2 separate regions of the Mus musculus genome follow, and region 2 is linked to region 1. The links are chromatin contacts, called in public HiChIP or PLAC-seq maps. All regions are on one chromosome and are shown on one strand. The core of a region is the stretch at or near the end of the contact, and the rest is flanking DNA. Distances in the headings are between cores, read along the strand shown.

The links. HiChIP or PLAC-seq counts read pairs in DNA pulled down with a chosen protein or histone mark.
Region 2: a contact with region 1 is called in an H3K27ac HiChIP or PLAC-seq map of VIP interneurons, with 5 times the contacts expected there. The contact joins two enhancer-like sites. A contact is called at or near these places in 1 of 484 Hi-C or Micro-C datasets (embryonic fibroblasts) and 2 of 115 datasets of contacts at active chromatin or transcription factors (VIP interneurons and embryonic stem cells).

What each region holds. Positions count from the first base shown.
Region 1 is chr9:105,689,887-105,695,544 of GRCm38.p6, reverse strand. All of the region lies in intron 36 of Col6a6 (collagen, type VI, alpha 6), which reads left to right. Among named protein-coding and RNA genes, the nearest start is that of Pik3r4, 50 kb to the right of the region's middle. Within about 2 kb of position 2,309, at least 27 of the 459 cell types and tissues checked have an H3K27ac peak or open chromatin away from gene starts, as enhancers often do. A contact at or near this core is called in VIP interneurons, where this site is marked.
Region 2 is chr9:105,926,175-105,931,832 of GRCm38.p6, reverse strand. It overlaps Col6a5 (collagen, type VI, alpha 5), which reads left to right. Exons shown (of 41, transcript NM_001167923.1): 7 at 498-1,073; 8 at 3,216-3,791. Among named protein-coding and RNA genes, the nearest start is that of Col6a5, 32 kb to the left of the region's middle. Within about 2 kb of position 3,227, at least 9 of the 459 cell types and tissues checked have an H3K27ac peak or open chromatin away from gene starts, as enhancers often do. A contact at or near this core is called in VIP interneurons, where this site is marked.

The DNA of each region.
Region 1 (5,658 bases), core at 1,060-3,559:
CCAAGTAGATCTGGCAATAACCAAATAGAGGTTTTTTTCCTCTTTTAAATGAAAAGTCCAATTGTTGAAACAAAGCACCCAATGGGACACTCCAGTAGCAGCAAGTATGCCCAGTGGGCAGATCTTGCTTTTTAAACAGCATCGTGTACTCAAAGGAACTGGGGTTTCTTGGTGCCCAAGACACACTCGGGATCGGGTGAGGAAAGACCAAGCCCAGCCCAAGACAATGGAGATCCTCCAGGGAAGCAAAACCACGGTTAAAACAAAACAAGGCCCCCTACCAGTGTCATGTCTAGAGGGTGAGATGTCCTGAGTCCCCGAGCCTAGTCTCGGACAGCAAGTCCAGAAAGAAGCACGGAGTGATTTATCTAATGTATCGCTGTATGTATGGTACGCACAGCAGCATAAGCTCCTGTGAGGTCAGAGTCCAGCTTTGGGGAGTCGGGTCTCTAGCGTGCACTGTGGGATCCAGGAGCCAACCTCAAGTTATTGGGTGTGTACAGCTGGTGCTGCATGGCTTCCGAGGTGTGGGTGTTATGTGCAGTCTGTATCGTCTGAGGTGACAGAGTGGGACACACAGTCATCACCTGTGTGAAGTTCTTGCCAGAAATGCTTGACTAGAGGTTAATGAGGCCATCATCGCTCGGCAACCCCAGGGTGTGGAACTGTTAGACTGTAGGTCTTGCATCATGGATGAAGGGATAAAGATGAGCTTTGTTTGGGGTGAGAGAACTGAAGACAGGGAAGCTAATCCGAATTCTCTGAACCTTAATTGGATCCTAGAACAGAAAGACAAGGCTAATATAACCATGACTTGGAAACATCTGGGGAGATTTGAGTATGGTCAATACTTGATTGGATGGGCTTCCTGGTGTGTAGAAGAGAATGTTCTTTAAGAGACGTTTGCTAAAGAATTTTAAGGATAGCATGTAAGATGGTTGCGACCACGGTATCAATGACTTCCCCGTTCTGTGTGTGATGTGCATGAACGTGTACACTTGGATGCACATGAAGAAGCCTGAGTCAGGTGTCGTCTTTCTCCTCCTGTACGGGGCACAGTCCCCCCCCCCCCCCTGAGGCAGCATGATGGTCTAGCAAGTCTGGTTGGCAGGCTCGCTTCAGGGATAGCATCTTACCTCGTGCCATGCTGGACTTACAGGGCTGCAGAACCCGGTTTAATGGGTTCTGGGGATCCCATTCCAGTCCTTAAGTTGTGTGGCAAGCTCTTGGCCCACGGAGCCATCAGGTAGCTAGGAGCACTTCTTTGGTAAGCGACTGAACTAACACCCAGCTGTAGGCCATGACCAAGCACCATCACCTGGCTCATGCTTAGACAGACCCCCATTAGCATTAGGGAGGCTTGGTGTGTCTCCCTTGGAGTGTGTGCCCTCTGTGTGATCATCTGGACTGGGCAGGCATTCCCAGCCTGGATGCTAAGGACCCCTGAGAAGCTCCTGCCTGGAGGCTCTGGCTTCCCTCCAGCCATGAAGCGAGCCGGGGAACTGTCCAGCAGCAAATGTTTCCTGAAGTCCAGTGAAAAGCGGCCATGAAGCTAGTCCAAGAGGAGTAGGGCGCCCCCTGCTGCGGGTGCCTGGCACTGTTTAGAGTTGACTGGACTGACACTTGGGCTGAGGCAGGTGTGGCAGCTTCAAGGAACTCTGGAGGGCTGTGCACCTAGGCTTAGCTCACTGTAACTGCTGTTAGTTTTGAATTTTGGGTTTTCTAAGTGATGGAAAAAGAAATTCCTCACTGGGGGCTCAGAGCCTCTGTTCACTTGAAATCCCCAGTTTCTACATTCCAGTGACTGAGCATCTTCCGGCTCCCCTGGCCTCCCTCCCTTTCCCATTCCCTTCACGGGGGCTTGTGGCCTGGCATGCTGTATTGGGAAATAGTGGCATCCTTGCCTTTGTCTTTGCTTGTCTCCACCCAGCCATCCTAGCAGGAAGGTGGTGATATTCTGAGGCACTGTGCCCAGCAGCTAGCTAACTGACAAAAGGGGCCCAGCATCTGGGAATCTGTCTAGAAGCTGGCAGGCCAAGCCATAGGATGGGGTCACCAGAAGATACTGTGTGTCTCCATGCCAGAGCCCAACATCAAAGAAAAATGAAAAACTGTCATGGCGAGGGAGGGAGGAACAGCCATAGAAGAAAATGCTTTTCTTCTCTGCCTTCTGAGGCAGAGGCTTAAGTGTTCATCCTACCGGGCTTGACAAATTTGCAGCCAGCTCCGACTGCAAAGGCAGGTGTCGGCACTAACCGACACACTCGAGAGGCAATTTTAGAAACTGCTTTGTTTGAAGACAGGATCAAGTGGGAAGACAGAATCCTCAGGGCGTTTAAACAGGGAATCTCTCCTTCTCTACGGTGCCCTTGATACAGAGGAGGCTCAGCTTCTCCTGTGAATCTGAAGTGGCCAAGTGGCTGGGGCACCAAGGAATTGAGATGTGGAATGTATACCACTGTCCATGAACTCCCTGGTGGTGTAATCGCCCGGGACTCCCAGGCCGCCCCTAAGTAACTCAAGATGATGATGAGAGGAGTCGGGGCTGCTTCTGAAGCTCCCTCCTGGGCCTTTCAAGTAGAGCGAGGCAGAGAGGAACATGGGATTGAGGAGTCTGCCTGCTAGGCGCAGGGGCTGGCCAGACAGATGAGATGCCACCCCGAGAATGCCGTGCCTCCGGATTACCTGTGGATTTGAGGAAACATGCCGGAGCTGGTCTGTAACAGAAAGGGTGTGGACTCTTGCCACAGGCAATCAAGACAGATGGCCAGAGGGCGAGCCCATAGCAAGGCTTTGTGTAAGCACTCAGCTCTACTTTTACTGAAGACACAAAGCTGCCTACGTGCTGTGCCAGACTCCAAAGCAGAGACAGGCAGAGCCTAAATTGGTGGGCGGTAAAAATGGGCAAGCATCCCTGCCACATGAACAACACATTTGCTTTCTAAAGTACATTTTCTGGATGCACGATATGTATATGGGTATGCACGCACGCGCGCGCGCGCGCACACACACACACACACACACACACACACACTTAGGAATAGAAGCAAGCTCATCTGTGCCACTCATCCCACTGCCTCTACTCAGTAAGCAGAGCATGGCTGCCTCCCGATTATCTACACAGATGGAGGAATCTGTGACCACAAGGAATGGAAAGCTACAGTCAGTACCTGTCCACTCCTGCTTTATCTAGAACATGCCACATCTTGCTTTCTATAAGGTTCACTAGAGCTAGGCTCCAGTTGGAAAATCTGAATTATTTAATCCGAATTCCTGTTGTTGATGCCTGTTGTTGGAGTTACCGACCAGCAAAGTATTCTCCCAAACAAGACACAGTAGAAGACAAATCAGAACAAAACCTAGGTAGTCAATGATCCTTACTAAGATGCTTATTAACTGCTTTATCAAATACAAACGCCCATCTGTAACAGTAGAAAGAATAACCATGAAAGCTAAGGCATGGGCCCAGCACTTAAATAAAGCACTGGCCATGTAAGCACTGAGGGCCTGAATTTGGATCCCAAGACCCCACAGTAAGAGGCAGGTGCAAGGACACCAGGAGCTCACTGGCCACTTGTTACCAGCCAGCTATCTCAAACCAAAGCTGACAGTGCCTGAGGACCAATACCAGGCATGTCCTCTGGCCTCCGCATGAGCACCCATGGGCATGCACACACACAGGAACACACATACCACCCCAGCCCCAAACAAAACAGCACAAAGAAAGGCTTTTAACATGTTTGACCCTTTGTGGAAAAGGTGCCAGGGTTGGGCTTAGAAGTAGTTGCCAATCTAATGATTTTTTTAAAAGGTTTATTTTTAATTATATGTATATATGTCCATGGTGAGTGTGCGCACATGAGTATGGTGGCTTCAGAGGCTAACGGTGTTGGATGCCCTAGAGCTGGGTAAGCTGCTCTACATGGGTGCTGGGAGCCAAACTGACACATCTCCAGCTGTGCTGTTCTTACACCTAAGGGATATAATCAAAGAAACAGGTGGGGAAAGGCGGGGAAGAACCACAGATGAGCTAGCCAAGCCTGAGAACAGTGCTATTTAGACTCAGAAGACATCCTTTGCAGGGAGTCGCGCTCCTTTATCAAAGTGGCCACTGGATGATGGGCTGCCCACAACCCAGTGGATGCACACCCACGGGCATGCGGGCAGCACTAACTGAACGCAGGGTTATTAATGACAAACAAAGGACATTACGTTAGGGAGACAATGGGATGATGGGCACTCAAGGAAACAGGAGGGTAGTGGTGGGCAAATATGACCAAAAGCATTGTATAAATGTAAGAAAATTTAAGATTTTAGAGAACTTCATACATGAATACTGCATCTTCATCACTTCAACTGCCCAACTCCTTCCATATTCCTTTCCAAACTCATTATATATGTGAGATATACATATATATCTCACATACACACACATGTATATACAACCTCTGGGTCCATTTAGCATTGCCCACATGTACCCAGGGCTGACCACTTAGAATTGGACAACCTATGCAGGAGCTTGTCCCTAGAAGAAGTTGCTTCTCCCTCTCAGAAGCCACTGCCACCTGTGGCTCTTCATCTAAGGATGGGAGTGTGTGACTTTTGCCCATCCCTGTTGGTATTCAACTGGTGATGTCAGCATGCTGGACTGGCTCATGCAAGCACGAGGTTGAGAGTTCATGGGTAGGCTTTTCCTGTCATGACTAAGGGACTCTGAAACAGCAGGCATCCTGGTCCTCTGGTTCTTAAAATCTTTCCACCCTCCTTCACAATGTTCCCTAAGTGGTACAGGGACTGCATTGCAGATCTGTCAGTTGGGGTTGGGTACCGCAGGGATATGTATTGTCTGTATTTTGAACAGGTCTGTTGCAAAAGGAAGCTTCTTTGGTGGGGCTTGAAAGATGCACTTGTCTATGGATAGAAAGACAGGTACTTAGAATAATTAGGGATTGTATTCACTTAGGGAGATGGCAGCAGAAGGCTCTGTAGAGTCTATGGCTCTCCAGCCGTGGGTAGTTGGCCAGGTTTACAGTAGTAAGTGTAAATTCTCTCCCACTGAGCAGGCCTCATGATCAAATAGAGAGCTGTTAGCTGCCCAACAAAAGGGGCCACTATTGCACCCTTGGGTGCATGCACTCTTGCTGTCAGGTCACTGCAGCTTATAGGCTTCCACTGGGTAGGACTACCCGTTGCTCCTCTCCCTTGGCAGCTCTTCATGCAGGCTGCTTCTAGATCAGGTCCAGTCAAATTCCTCTAAGTGCCCCTGCCCAGAGTGTCCTCAGCAACAGGCTTTTACCTTCAGGTTCTCAAAGGCAACCAAGAGCAAGGGCAATAGCCCACATTGCTATGGAAACTTGTGTTCTCTTAGCCAACAGCTTGAAGGAGGCGTTTCCTAAGCCTGGCACTGCAGGTTTTGCTAGATGAGGGCATAGCTCTTAGGGACAGCATCAATCACCTCATGTAGTGTACCTGTTAAAAATAGATATATGCACATACCTGTCTATGTACATACATACACACGTATATGTATACACACAACACAGATACATGTAGGTACACACATATATGTATGCACATGCATACCTTTATTAAATGCACTTATGAAATGTTCCTATATGGCTTTTTTGAAATTCTTTAGTGTTCTCTCTCCTTCCTCTT
Region 2 (5,658 bases), core at 1,978-4,477, 240 kb before region 1:
AGAATCCTGCTCTGCAACTTGCCCTTGGCTGAGCTATAAAAATGCCAGCAACCACCTTGTAGAACCAAGTGAGACAGGGGCTCAACTGGCAAAGTGCTTGCCACAAAAATATAAAGATCAGAGCTTGATCCCCAGGTTCCATTGAAAAAGCCAGAGTTTTCAAACATGTGCCTATAACTTCAGTGTTGAGGAGGTAGAGACAGTCAGAGCCTTGGGGCTTGCTGGCCATCCAGCCTAACCTACTTGGCAAGTTCTAGACCAGTGAGGGACCTTGTTTCAGAACCAAGGTAGATGGTGTTCTGAGGAGTGAAACCCGAGGTTGCTTTTTGGCCTCCACATGCACACAGCTATACACATATGAGAGAGATGAGACATGGGTAATGAGGTTGGGGCGCCGTGTACCTAGAATGCTCATGGCAAACGTTGACCATATTCCCTCAGTGTATGTAGGTGGCATGGTGGAGTTTGTGAGTGCCTGGTGTTTACTTCTTTTTCAGATTGCAAGAGGATCGAACTCTTAGACATCGTGTTTGTGCTGGACCACTCAGGCAGCATAGGTCCACGTGAGCAAGAAAGCATGATGAACCTCACCATCCACTTGGTGAAGAAGGCAGACGTTGGTAGGGACCGAGTGCAGATTGGAGCGCTCACATACTCCAACCATCCCGAGATCCTCTTCTATCTTAACACTTACTCAAGTGGATCAGCCATTGCTGAGCATCTGAGGAGGCCCAGGGACACCGGAGGGGAGACCTACACTGCCAAGGCTCTTCAGCATTCCAACGTCCTGTTCACAGAAGAGCATGGCAGCCGCCTGACGCAGAACGTGAGGCAGCTGATGATTGTCATCACGGATGGCGTGTCCCACGACCGAGATAAACTCGACGAGGCAGCACGGGAACTCAGAGACAAAGGCATCACCATCTTTGCAGTGGGTGTAGGAAATGCCAACCAAGATGAACTGGAGACCATGGCAGGGAAGAAAGAAAACACTGTCCATGTAGACAACTTTGACAAACTGAGAGATATTTACCTGCCTCTGCAAGAGACTCTGTGTAATAATTCACAAGAGAGTAAGCCGTCATAACTATTGTTTAATACTTTGTTGAGACTTGATTATGATGTGTGTTGATCATATTCACACCCCCTCCTTCCTTTAACCTCTCCCAGACCCACCTCTCGCCTCCACTCCCCCAGCTTCACATCTTCTTTTCCAGTTTGGGCTGCCCAGATACTTGTGGATGTGGGGCTAGCTGTGGGGCTAGACACCCTTAAAGAAAAGCGAGTCTACTTCCCCCAGAAGCCACCCACTGCAAACAGTTCCTCAGTTAGGGATGAAGACTGGTGATCCCTCCCACTTCCATGACAGAATGCTCACCTATTGATCTCATGCAAGACTCAGTCACAGCTACTCTCCTATCCTCAAGACGCTGTATTATCTGGTCCTCTTCAACCTCTGGCTCCTACAATCTTTCTCCCTTCTGTTCCATGATGGTATCTGAGCTTTTAGGTGTGTGATATATGCATGTGTACCTATTCTTCTCTGTGTGTGTCTGAGTGTGTGTATCACCCCTCCACCCATCTGTCCTGTTGCCATGTGGGTCACTCTCAAAAATTTATGATGTATCTTACACACACTGGACTATGTCACACCACTGTCTACAGCATTTTGGAAGCTTTCTAACTCTCTCCAACCGTTGTGCACTTATCCCATCTTATCCCTTCTCATGTCTTCTTTCCTATTCTGAAATTTCTTCACCTCTTTGTGCACTTCGTTCTAACCCCTGTGATCAGCTTATCACTTGCCTGTAGCCAATCTACTTAACAAGTTTAAGCTTTGTTTGCTCCATGCTCCCAGACTCGCACACTTGTCTTTCTCTTGGTGTTAGCACTTAGTGCATAGCTTAATGTGGTGAGCTTCTCTCATCTGCCCCCATCAAATGACTGCGGGTTCATCAGCCTCTTGTTCATTACTGGGTCCCTGCCAAATCCAGTACATCACTAACCCTGGTTTTGTCCTAGGAATATGCATGCTACTTTATTCTTGTCTCCTATGACACCTTTCAGAAGTGGATGCTGAGATGGAGTTTGGGGTACACACATTTTAAGGAATCACACTTGTGAAATAAAAAGAAAGGCAGGGTAGGCAGAAGTTAGCCCGTGATGCATGTCCAATGAGGCTGTAAACTTAGTAGCACTGGTGCAAGCACTTCCCAAGATGGCTGCCCAGCATCAGGCTAAGATGGCAAGGATGGGGTGAGGAGGGAGTGTGAACTGCCCTGGGAAAGATGTCATTTGCAAGACATCTCTATACGGAAATCAGACCTGAAGGAGCTGACAGCTGGAGCTTCCACTCACTGCAAGAAGCTTAATCTTTCTTGAAGGCTTGTCTGGGCAGCTTGGCTCTGTGTCTGCCCCTCTGCTTCACGGGGAATTGTGTGACGCTGGGCAACCAATGGTTTCCATCTGTGATTGCCCTTCTGCTGTTCAGAGCCAGGGACTCTGACTGGAGGTTGGAGAAAGTTATCTCTTGGTTTTAGAAAATTTCACATTGAGCTTCAGGGGGATGGTCCTGTGCAATGTTTATGAACAGTGCACACTTGTTTCATACACGTCTAATATTGAGACATTAGAAAACTGAAGTAGAAAAAGTCTATTTTATGTGCTTTTATGAATCTACCCAACTCTGAATTCCCCTTTCTATACATGCACAGTTAGAATGTGTCATGAGCTGGTTGGGAATTACGATGTTAGTGCATGCCCAAAGAATTTTGGAAATGATACTATTTAATACACATGTAAACTGGCAACATCAGCAACAACAGAAGTTTCAGCAATACACTGTGGTATTGCTACCTCGCCCCTTCTGATCTGCAGACATTGCAGAGACTTCCAGGCTTGCAAAATATCTCTTCATGGGAGTATTCAATCTGTTCAAATTACCTACTTCCTTTCTGAATAGCCTGCAGTATCTTTCTCAATACCTCATGCAAATATAATTACACTTTGAAAAACGTCTATTATCCTCCCCTTTCCTGATATTTTTCCTTCTCTTTGCAGTCCAATCACTGAGTCTCTCCTCTGTTAATTTATCTCAATTCCCTGCTAATGCAAAACAATTTAAGTATTTAGCAAAGCAATTTGAGTAGCTCAGTAATGGAACAATTTAGAATGATGCATGAGGAAATAATTTATACTTCTCCTTTCTGTTCCAGCTTGTAACCTTCCGGAAGCTGATGTGATTTTCCTTTGTGATGGCTCTGACATGGTGTCTGATTCAGAGTTCGTTACCATGACAACTTTCTTGTCAGACTTAATTGATAATTTTGACATTGAGTCTCAAAGAATGAAGATTGGGATGGCTCAATACGGGAGCCGGTATCAGGAAATTATTGAGTTGGAAAGCTCTCTGAACAAGACTCAGTGGAAGTCTCAGGTCCACAGTGTGGCCCAGAGCAAGGGGTTGCCACGCCTTGACTTTGCTCTCAAGCATGTGAGTGACATGTTTGATCCATCCGTTGGCGGGAGAAGGAACGCTGGTGTCCCTCAGACTCTGGTTGTTATAACATCTAGTTCTCCACGCTATGATGTGACAGACGCGGTAAAGGTCCTGAAAGACCTTGGCATCTGTGTCCTGGCTTTGGGCATAGGGGATGTTTATAAGGAACAGCTTCTGCCCATCACAGGCAATTCAGAAAAGATAATTACTTTCCGAGACTTTAATAAGCTAAAGAATGTGGATGTGAAGAAGAGAATGGTTCGTGAAATTTGCCAGAGCTGTGGGAAAGCCAGTGAGTGTCTTGCTGTTGTTTGGTTTTATCAACCAAGGCTTCCTGTGCCTTTGTTTCATAAGGGTATACTGTGGGCTAGCCCCTGAGGAATCCATTTAGAACACCGTGTGCTGAGAGGAGACATCGATTGCTGCTTCTCCCTGGAAGCTCTCGATTAGTCAACCTTCCTCAGTGGCAGGATTGGGTACAGAGCACAAGGGGATAGGGTTGGCTGTGTCTTGTAGACATCCCTGTCTTCTCACTACAGCCAGAGTTTCTGCTCCTTTCATACACGGAGCTCTGTCCCTTGTACAAGGAGATGAAGGATCGTGTCTTTCATCTGGTAGGATGTAAGAAAAATGAATATTCAGTATTGAAACTTTAACTGTTTCAATATTGTGTTAAACTAGTAACAGACTCTGTGTTGTATGTGCTGTTTATGTGTATATGTGTATATATATATATACACATATATATATATTTATAAATATGTATAGAGTAGATTTGTAAAAATGTTATTTTTATGGTTTTGCTTTTGTGTGTGGATGTTTTGCCTGCCTGTATGTCTGTGGACCATATGCATGCAGTGACCTCAATGACCTTAGGGACTAGAAGAGGGCATCCAATCCTGTGGAACTTGTCTGCTCGCAGCTACCATGTGGGTGTGGCTGCAGTGGTCCACAAAAGTCAGAAGAGGGTGTCAGAGCCCCTGGAACTGGAGTTGCAAATGGTTGTGAGCCAGCCTGTGGGCACTGGAAGCTGATTCTGGGTCCTCTGCAAGAGCAACACGTGATCTTAATTACTGAGCCATCTGTCTAGCCCTGGTTTGTTTCCCTTTTTAAGAATAACATCTTCATGATCGTAACGTAGTAAAGATTTTAGTTATCTTTACAGATTACGTAATCCACAAATGTAAATGGTTGTAAAAGCCTCTTGGATGTTGTAGAGGAATCAGCTTGGCAGGGTGTGAGGTCAGGAAACTGTAGAATGGTATTCTACAGGGATGTCACTCTTCAGCGGCAGCTGGCAGGAGCCACAGGGCACTCAGGTTCTGTGCATTTGGGGCTAGGAGTTGGGAAGACACCACAGAAGCAGGCATTTCTCACTATATGGAATTTGTGTATGGGCAGTAATCCTCCCTACTGCCATCTCCAGAGCCATGATGCTGGAGGCTACTGCATCCTTTATAGCATGTGTCAGGCTCTCCAAGTGCTCCCTGTTTTTTCGTGTCCTGCTTGGGTACTTGTGTGGAGGTAAGATGAAGGAAGAGCTCTGGGGCTAGAATTAGTCAGAGTCCTTACTCTGGAGTAGCACCACCATGTCCCCTAGTCTGAGAAGGAGCAACCGGCAAGGAACAGAAGGGACCCAACATGCGACTTGCTCATTCTGTCTAGCCGGGGTAATGTACTTGTTAGTTGACTGTGCTTACAAACTGGAGACGGTACAGCTCTCAGGCTTTACTTTAAAAATGGATCTAATAACACGGGGCCTCATTTACCACTTGGCCACTCTTAGTTGCTGCTGGCTGTGGACAGGCATGCGGCTCCATCTGCTCTCCAGATAACAGTCTTCACTCCGAGGCCATTTGACTCACCAACGTGAGCCACCTGTCTTTGTAAAATTTTACATTTATGACTTCTAGAAACTGAATAATCTCCAGGACAGGTCAAATTATTTAATATGTTATATTTATATGAATCAGAATATGTTATCTTTAAAATCAAGAAAACTTATCTACATACATAAAACTACAATTTGCACTGAAACTTGTTACATATGAAGGGGCCAGAGGAAGTGTGTTTTATGTTGGTAGACTAGCCAGTATCTTCATTTTCTTGGGCATCCTCTGGGTGCTGCACACTGCCTGGAGTATGACAAAATCATCTCT